2 separate regions of the Mus musculus genome follow, and region 1 is linked to region 2. A link is a contact called in public HiChIP or PLAC-seq data. All regions are on one chromosome and are shown on one strand. The core of a region is the stretch at or near the end of the contact, and the rest is flanking DNA. Distances in the headings are between cores, read along the strand shown. Region 1 overlaps Gm52543 (a long non-coding RNA gene). Region 2 holds the start of Mtg2 (mitochondrial ribosome associated GTPase 2).

Evidence for each region. HiChIP or PLAC-seq counts read pairs in DNA pulled down with a chosen protein or histone mark.
Region 1: a contact with region 2 is called in a FOXA1 HiChIP or PLAC-seq map of pancreatic cancer cells. The contact joins the enhancer-like site here to the promoter of Mtg2 in region 2. A contact is called at or near these places in 5 of 39 promoter capture datasets (embryonic stem cells, erythroid cells, hippocampal neurons and 2 more), 3 of 484 Hi-C or Micro-C datasets (Sertoli cells, myocytes and nephron progenitors), 1 of 115 datasets of contacts at active chromatin or transcription factors (pancreatic cancer cells) and 3 of 9 other capture datasets (adipose tissue, liver and pancreatic islet).

What each region holds. Positions count from the first base shown.
Region 1 is chr2:180,340,516-180,345,151 of GRCm38.p6, forward strand. The region is part of intron 1 of Gm52543 (a long non-coding RNA gene); the gene reads right to left. Gata5os (GATA binding protein 5, opposite strand) reads left to right here. Exons shown (of 5, transcript NR_045877.1): 5 at 1-217. Among named protein-coding and RNA genes, the nearest start is that of Gm52543, 3.7 kb to the right of the region's middle. Within about 2 kb of position 1,941, at least 13 of the 459 cell types and tissues checked have an H3K27ac peak or open chromatin away from gene starts, as enhancers often do. A contact at or near this core is called in pancreatic cancer cells, where this site is marked.
Region 2 is chr2:180,069,200-180,073,782 of GRCm38.p6, forward strand. Mtg2 (mitochondrial ribosome associated GTPase 2) reads left to right here and starts at 1,394. Exons shown (of 10, transcript NM_181424.3): 1 at 1,394-1,416; 2 at 2,595-2,687; 3 at 3,941-4,034. It overlaps Ss18l1 (SS18, nBAF chromatin remodeling complex subunit like 1), which reads left to right. Exons shown (of 11, transcript NM_178750.5): 11 at 1-1,002.

The sequences.
Region 1 (4,636 bases), core at 691-3,190, 270 kb after region 2:
CAGACGTGCATTCATGTGAGTCTGGACATATGTGTGTGTGGGCATGTGAATGTACATGTACAAGCAGCACACATAGGTGATTGTGTATCCTTGTGAGAGAACACATGTGTGTGTACATATGTGACTGGATTATATGTGCATATATATATTATATGTATATGTGTCTATGTATATACATATTATTTCTTTTAAAATAAACAGTGTGTGGATACCTGGGTAAGAAAGATGAGGGGAGGGAGTGTTCTTATATGGTTTGCCTGTAGACATTGTAAAAGTCACACAAAGCACATAATGAAAGAGAGAGAGAGAGAGAGAATGTGCTTGAGCCAGGGTTTGCCAGGCAGACTGGCCTGCCAGCCTGAACAGAGAGGGAGCATATTGTCTTTGACACTCAGTGAGAAGTGCCCTAAGCCCTCTTGTGGCTTCACTTTCTGTCTGAGCTCCATCATGTAGAGGTTTGGGAGGGAGGATACAGAGCTGAGCCGCCAAGCTCTTTGCTGAACTCTCAGGCAAGAGCACTGGGCCATTCATGTCCTCAGAGCAGCCCCAGTTCGTGCATCCAGCCTACCCAGGACTCACTAAGTAGTCGCCTGGTTGTGATTCCACCTCCAGGGCTGACAGACTGGTAGTCATTTCTCCCTGACTGTTCTCCATGATGTCTGCCTTGCCCAGCCACCATTAGAGTCTGTCCCAGGCTGTGCCTGCCTCTGAACCCTGTCTGGAAGTTGCCTTTCTCCTGAGGAGGAATTTCTCACCAGCAGCTACAGCTGCAACTGGAAATCTACAAAACAGTTTTCTGCAGATGAATCTTACTAGAAAACCTGGTCCTCCCACCTCCCGTAGGCCTGGAGCCCCTGCCTGGTGCAGCTTCCTTTGGAGGAGAGATAAGCGAGCTTTTGGCATCTTGCTAGCTGAAGAACGGGCCCATCCCACTGACATGGTGGCGCCAGCGCTGACACCAGCTGTCAGTTGGGGCTCAAGCAGAAAGAGCCCCCCCCCCCGGGTGGCCTGGCTTCTCTAGCTGGTGGCTCTGGGTGCTGAGAGGAATGCCCGGCACCCAGCGTGTTCACTGGGGACCACTGTCTCTGCTATGGCCCAGGGTGAGCAAGCTTTTCTTTCCTAGAGTCTTTCTACGCTTGTGTGTGTGTGTGTGTGTGTGTGTGTGTGTGTGTGGCAACACCCAGTGAGCACACAGAAGTATCGAGCACCTCCTGAACCTCATGGGAGGTGAAGGTGTGTGGTGGCACAGGGAGGTAAACGCAGGTGTCATGGTGGGGAGGGCTGTGGGGAGAGGGACAGGGAGTTTTGCCTTTTTAGACTGTAGGGGTCTTTGTGAGGCAGAGAAGCCCACCCATTCCTGTACCTTGCTTGGGGAATGCCTCCGTGCTGTTGCTTAGGCTAGTTTGCAAACAGGCAGTCATGATAGGTGCTCCACTTTGCTTTAAAAACTGGAAAGGTTTATGAGAAAATAAAAATATCAAAACCAAGGACTGTGAGATCCCTAGCACTTGGGAGGTGGCAGAGGAAGGACCGGAAGTTTGAGATCATCCTGGGCTTCTTGGAAAAGTCAATGCTAGTTTCAGCCGTGTGAAACAGAACAAGACAAAGCAAACAAATAAACAAACAACCCCCCCCCCCCAAGCTGGTAGCCATGACTGTAGCAACCTGAGAGGCCACTCTTTGCCCTGCAAAGCCCCACCATTCCTTGCTGCCTGCTTTTTCCCATGGGACTCCTTTGATGCAACCTCTGCTCAGACATCTCACTGAGAAGGCAAATCTCTCCTGATGAGACTTCCCCTTTTCAAAGCGTCCTGTCTCGGTCTCTGCAGCTTGGACCACTTGCTGCAGGACTTGAGCAGGACTGCAAGTCTCTCTGGGCCATGCCACACAGACTGTGTCCCCAGAGCTGGAAATGGAAAATGTGATTCACCTTGCCCTGGAGCTGCTTCTGCTCAGGGCAGGGCTGTCTGGTGCCCTGGGTGGAAGTTGTGCTGGATCTGTCAATTTGTCTCCTCTGAAGTCTGGTTCCTGCTGAAGGCCTCTATTCCTTTGTCCTCTCAGGGACTGAAAAATGACAGGCGCTGGTGGTAGGGTTCATTCCATCCATTCAGGAAGAGAAGCTTGTTCTGTGTAAATGAGCCTGGCAGGGGATTCACAGAGGATCTGCTGGGAGGAGACACTTGGTTGTAGGGAGTGGAAGGGTGAGTCTTTCCTCTGTTGGCTTTGCCTGTAGCCTGATAACTGCTTCTGCTTTGGTGAAACCCTATAGAACTGTTCCCACTGATAATCCTCTGGTCTCAGTTAGACATCCAGGCCCAGCCCCGTGGGATCCAGATGGAAGGAGTCCAAGGTAGAATTAACCCCTCCTTTTCTGTAGCCATGTTTCTATACACTTGCATGGAAACATTGATAGATTTCCCACAAATGGGCTTTCTGTGGATGGCAGCAGCTTGTGCTGTCTAGTAAAGGCTATCGGGTCCCTTCCAAAATGCTGGAGGACGCAGGGTTGGCAAGGAAGCAGGGCTAGCTGTGTTTTTCACCATTTGCATGGGTAAAGCCTTTTTACATCAGCTACCCCACTGCCCATAGACTGAGAGCCCCTTTGCCCATTCTGTGGATCTCATCTGGGTCTTTTTAGATCCCGTACTTGGTTTCTACTCATCGTTGCCTGTAGGCTTCTGCCTCTTCTGCCAGAACCGACACCTCCCAGGAAAATGCCCTGGCACAGCAAACAGGCAGCCGTGGACTTTGAGCCTGGGCCACGGCAGTGAGAAGGCGTTTCCCGGCACAGACGGCTCTGACCTTTGCGGCACCCCAAATGCAGATGGAATGGAGGGCTTGTCTTGGCAATTGGGCGCGGGTGGGTTGGAGCAGGAGGGCGAGGGTCCTCCCTGAGAGGTGGCGCATGGTACAGCCTGGAACAGGTGGTGACTCACTGATCACCCAGCCATAAAGTCAGGGTGATGGCCCAGCATCCCAGCTGGTTCCCTAGAGCTCCTAAGATCCCTACCCTTCCCTGCAGCTGAGCCAGGTAGGTCTTCCACAAAGGACGGCCTGGGCTGGCTCTGAGCCACCACTTGGACCTCCTACCCCTTATCACTCATTTGCTACTTCAGGGGAAGCTGAGTCCCAGGGTAGGAGAGTAAGCAGCGGAGGCTGTCCCTTGCACATGGGACTCTCATTTCATAGGAAGTACAGCCTGGATGAAGATTCCTGCTGAGGCATACATAGCCTGCTAGGCACAGTTCCCAGGAGGCAGTGGCCAGTCATGCTCTGGGAAACTGCTCCCAGATCTGAGCGAGCTGATTTTGTAGCCTGGCTTCAGAGATACTTCTTTTCTGCTGACGTTAGGGCAGATCTTGCCTCAGTGTCCTCATGGCAGCCCTTCCAGACCTGGCTGAGTAAAGGATTTTGGTGGGATGGGATTGTGATCTACAGGGTGCCTTATATTCTGCCATAAAAGGATAAGTCTTGGGGCAGGGCAGGTCCTTCCAGGCCAGAAAGCAACTTTAGGGAGCTACATGCAGCAGCGACAGCACCGTGCCATCCGTCATAGTATCCTCGAGATCCCAGGCTGCACTGGGCTTCAGTGGAGGTTGCAGTTCATAGGTTACCGTGGACCCCCATTCGCAGAGCCGGCTGAGCCTCCAGGTGCAACTCGTTCAGGTTGCACAGACTAACGTCCCTGCTCCTCATAGTTGTGTCTGTTGCTGACACTTGCCCTGTGGCCCCTCCTCTTGTCCCTCCCAGTCCCATGCCTGCCTTGTAGCCCTTCCTTTGCCAAGGGAACCCCGTGTGCCTGGTTCTCTCCCCTTGTCCTTGCTCCTTCCTAGGAAAACTGAGTCCTGGGGTTGTGTTGCATCCTAACTTAGGGAACTTTGCTCACTGTGGGCCAAAGCAGGCAGAGGAAAATCTGTGCTCCCAGAAGAGCAAGAGTCAGGCCAGCGCCCTTGAGGTGCCCCTAGGGAGGGTGTGCTCTGGTGATCATTGTCACCCTCTTGCTAATTAAGTAAATAGGGGGCATCATGTGAGGGAGCCTCGATGCAGCAGTTCTCAACCTTTGGCGGCTCAAATGACCCTTTCACAGGGGTGGTGTCAGACTACCAGAAAACACACATATTTAGATTACAGTTCATAACAGTAGCAAAATGTCAGCTATGAAGTAGCAATGGAAATAAGTTTATGCTTGGGGGTCACAACAACACGAGGAACTGTACTAAAAGGTCTCTGCCTCAGGAAGGTTGAGGACCACTGCTCTAGGGAATTCTCAGTCTCTGGGGCCTCATAGAAACTTAATCTCCTGCCTGAAGCCGTGCTACCTGCCAGTCATTCCCACTGGGGTGGCTGAAGCAGGAGGGTCACAGGTTCCAGACCAGCCTGGCCTACATGGGGAAAGCTTGTTTCTAAGACAGTTTAATCTTCCTACTTGCCCTGACACCCAGCCTTGAGCCCCACCTGCGTGTTACCTTGTCTCCAGACTAGCTTAGGCACTTCCTGGTGGGTCCTGAGAAGGCTAGATAGGCCCTGTGTGGTGTCTTTCCCCTACTTACATTTTGCAGCCTCGGCCATGGTTGAGCTAATATTATCTGTTTTCTCAATGCCCTAAACAGTCACACCTTTGAAATTCTGTTGCCAC
Region 2 (4,583 bases), core at 144-2,643:
AGCCTACAAGCTCACTTGGGGGCTAAATATCCCATTGAAAATGTCGAAACATTTTAAGTAACTGTGAAATGGTTTTTATTCCTTGCCAATCTGGGAATATGCCTTTTATGTATGCATACATGTGCAAGTGTGTACGTGTGTGTGTGTGTGTGTGTGTGTATGTATGTGTGTGTATGTGTGTATATATATGTGTGTATGTTAAAGTGCTGTATTAGTGTGTATGTGTGTGTGTATATGTAAAGTGCTGTGTTAGTGTGTGTTAATACTTTTTGAAAGAAAAGAACACTTAAAATATGTATCACCCCAAAAGTTCAATTTGAAATGTCTTACATTAAGAATTTCTTGAATGTTGTGTATATATTTTTAAAAGCACTTTGTGAAATAGTTTGTACATTTATTTCCTAATTTATACCTGATTTTGGTGTTAATATATTTAATGATTAATATTGTTTATTTAATGTTTTATTGATTTTTATGTAATTTTGTGGGGGAAAGTGATGCCAGTCTTTTTCATTGCCTGTATTATAGCTTTTCTTCTGTAACATGAATGTTTGAAAAGTCCTAGGCTGAAATGAACCCTTCGTGCAGGTGTGGTTGACTGTGTTTTGTTTTCAATGGTTCCTCCTACTGAAGGCCAGAAAAGATGCAAAGGGAGATTTGGAAATCGCTGCTCATTCTTCCTCCTGTTTCCCAGCATCCGTTCAATACTTGGTGAACTTGACCACTGAGGACTGGGGTTTTCAGATGTGCTGACCACTACGCGCTGCGCTTGTCAGGGGCTATGGGTGGATGGACATCTCTGCAGACTTAGCATATAGCACAGTGGGAGATGGGAGATGTCCGCAGAGGCACTGGGCAGACACAGGCCTGGCCCAGAAAGGAGGTGTTTTCCTTTCCTGTTGTACCTGTTCTCAGACGTGGGCTTCAGTGACTGAGTGTCCGTTCAAACTTGTAAAAAGAGGAAGACTTTCCATTTCCATTAAAACACTTTTTTAGCCATTACCTCATTTCTGTTTATTGAGCATGTTACGTCTGTCTTGTTATTTGTGAACGAAGTACAGTTTTTAAACACCCTATCATTTTCACCCTTGTTTGGTTGGTTGGTTAGACGGAGGCGCACTGTACAAACCTATGTGACTCTCAGACATTCCCGGCCTCTTTTTCCCGAGACTGGAATTAAAAGCGTGCGACCCGGCACCTGGCTTTTTCCTGGTTTTGTGAGACAGGATCACTGTGTGTCTCAGGCTGGGCAGGAATTCACGGCGATCCTTCTGCTCAGCTTCCTTGGTGCCCAGACTTTGGCTTTGGAGCCACAGAGACCACGGGATTCGGGGGGCGGTGCCTCGCCTTCCGGTTTGCTGCTGCACTGCGCGTGCGCGGCCAGAGCCCGACCCGGAACCAGTCGAGCGAGCGGAGGTGGGAGCTGTCGGGAGCGGGTGGGTGCGGGCGGCATTGCACGGGTGTGCGTTCTCCGGCGGCAGGCGGCGGGCGGGATGACTGGGCGGGATCTCTCTCTGTGTGCGGTGGCTCTAATGAGGAGAGCCCGTCCGGCCTGATCGCCGTAAAGTTGGTTTCTGAAAGACTCGCTCTCGCCTTAGCTTGAGCGTGATGGCGCACGCTTGTAAGCGCAGCTTCCCAGATGAGACAGGTGGATTTCTAGGAGTTCGAGGCCCGCCTAGGCCACATAGTGAGACCATGAACAGAAAACAATGGCAGAAACGTCCCCTTGCCCAGCTCTTTTGGAAAGCCTTTATGGATGCGCTACTAGGGTAGAGGCTCACCTGTTAAGATGCAGGCGCCGCAGTGTGTCGCCTAACTATGGGCAGTTGAGTCTTCCTGAGTCCCCGCCTCCGCGGCTTTGTAGAGGCATTCTTTTAAAGATGAGGTAAAGAAGCATTCTGCACACTAAGGATCGGTAGAGATGCGCCTGGGGTGCGAGCAAATGGCCTTGTTCCTACTCAGAAATCTAAAGGACCAGCATGGAACAGTTTCGGAGCTGTCGGGAGGTTTCCCTGCCTGCATGTGAACCAGTCTGGGACCTTGAGTGCTGGGTCGGGGATTGGGTGGGAGGTGGCAGCTGTCCCTCCAGTCAGTCTGTCCCACAAGGCCCCATAGGGCAGGCACCCAGACAGCAGCGTTGTTGAACGCGTGCTTTATTTTGTTTTTGAGACAGGCTCTCCCTTGCTGGCCTGGCACCCAGATGCCTGTCTGGCTTCCGGAGTGCATCTGCCACCGCACACAGCAGGAACACTTACCCCCACCCCCGTGAATGGCATATAATTAAGTAAAAACCATGTAATGTGAGTTGTCAGGTGACAAAATGATACTCCAGTTTCTAAATGTTTTCCACATGAAGAACGAAGTAGATCACAAACATATGTAATGAAGTGTAAAAGTATGTAGCAGAAACAGTAATGCCCGCGTGGGATTTAATATCCGGTAGCAAAGTGAAAATGGAATGCTTAGAATTAAGTTAGTTAACTGTGAATACTGTTAACCAATTGTGCTTAGCCTATAAAAGAATAACACTGAAGAAATGAAAACATTCCTCAAGAATGCTTTTTTTTTTCCCCCTTTCTCTTTTTTTAAGACAGGTTTGCATGTGTCTGGCTCCCTGGCTGGCCTTGAACTTGCTAAGTAGTAGAAGATGACCTTGAACTTCTGACCTTCCTACCTCCACCTCCTGAGTAAGTGGTGGCATGCCTGGATTATGTGATTCCAGGGGTCAACCCCAGGGCTTTGTGCATGCTAGGTCGGTAGGCATTCTACCAACTGAGCTACACCCCTCTTCCACAGTGCTTTCTTCTTTCTCATTGAAGACATCTTGGCACATGTCTCTAGTGCCAGCTACACAATCAGATCAATCGGTTCACTGTGAAACTAGTGCGGAAGGTTCCTGGACACACCTCTTGTGGACAGTAGCCGGGAGCTTAGCATCCTGTATAGCAGCAGTGGCCCTCTCACACGGTAGCACCGTGGAATTCCCCATACATGAAAGCCTTGCTGTACAGCCTTAAAGCATCTTGGCTCTCAGGCTCCAGGCTCTGACTCTCTTCATTGGCCCAGCAAAGGCACAGTTAGACAGAAAGTGAGGATGCCCTCCTAGGCTCCCTCTACAGTGTGCTGTGGGTAGACCCTACCCACTAGGACTTTCTGTGATGGCAGTATCCTAGTCTGTATTTCCTGGTTTAGCCCTGAGTGGCCTGTAGCACTGAAGAACTAGGTACTTGGGCTTTATTTACTCTGGTGAGTGTGCATGCCCATGCATGTGAGTGTGCAGATGCACACACGTGCACATGTACAGGTAAGAGGGCATTAGGTGTCCTCTAGCACTCTTTCTCATTCCCTTGAGGCCAGGTTTCTCCCTGAGTCTGGATCTTGCCATCTCAGCCTCCGTGTAGTGTGCACGGTTGCAGGTTACACCACAAGCATTCTTGCCCACCGAGTCATCTCCTCAGCTGGATTTTAATTCATTTTAACTTTATCAGTCCCGGGTGGCTGTAGACACTAGATGGGACAGTGCAGAGATTGCGTTAGGTAAGCAATGAGAGAGAACAGCGACGACGGGAAAGAGGTTTCGTTTGCTCCCTGGCAGGGAGCCGCCCATCTCAAAGAGCAGACACACAAACTGAAAGTGGGGTGAGGAGCAGACTGTGGCAGCGTACACCTTTGGTCTCCACACTTAGAGGTGGAAGCAAGCAGTTTTCCATGACCTGCCAAGGCTATATGGTGAGACCTTGTTGTCCTCAAACCAACCCCCCCACCGCCACCAAAAGAAAAAAAAAAAAAAAAACCCACAGGAAACACAGAAAGAAGGAAAGGAGCCAAAGCAGACCCAAGTCTGTGTCAGGACGCCAGGTGGCTGTGCAGCTGTTCCTAACCTTTCCGTTTGGCTCCACCAGTGCCAAACCAGCTGACAGTGACAGCCTGTGCCTTACAGGTCTAGCCGCCGGTGTGCCAGCAGGTGCCCAGAGCAGAGCCACCCACCACGTTCCTACAACACTCTTTCCTCCATGCAGCAGTTCAAGTCCTTGGTGAGTTCTGATCCTGTTCTTTGCTTCAGCGTCTTCCATTGTCAAATGGGAATAATGGAAGAGTTTGCTTTGTGGAACATTTGTATAGGCAGAATGGTGGGTTCATCACTGGAACCCACTTTAGCAGGGATAGAATTCTGCAGGTTGCACACTAGGGCTGGAACATTTGCTACTGGTTGCTTGGTTTGGTTTGACTGGTTGGTCGGGGTTTTTTGTTGTTGTTTTTAGGTTTACTTATTTTATATATGTAAGGACACTGTCATTGTCTTCAGACACACCAGAAGAGGGCATCGGATCCCATTATAGGTTTTGAGCCACCATGTCGCTGCTGGGAATGAACTCAGGACCTCTGAAAGAGCAGTCAATGCTCTTAACCACTGAGCCATCTCTCCAGCCCCAGTTGAATTTTTTTTTTTTTTTGAGGCAGGGTCTCACATAACTCAGGCTGGCCTCACACAGTGTAGCTGAGGCTGGTCTTGAACTTGCTGAGGTTAAATGTGTACACCAGCTGCCTCGTGTGTTTAGATAAAGTCTCCCTCTGCAGCCGAG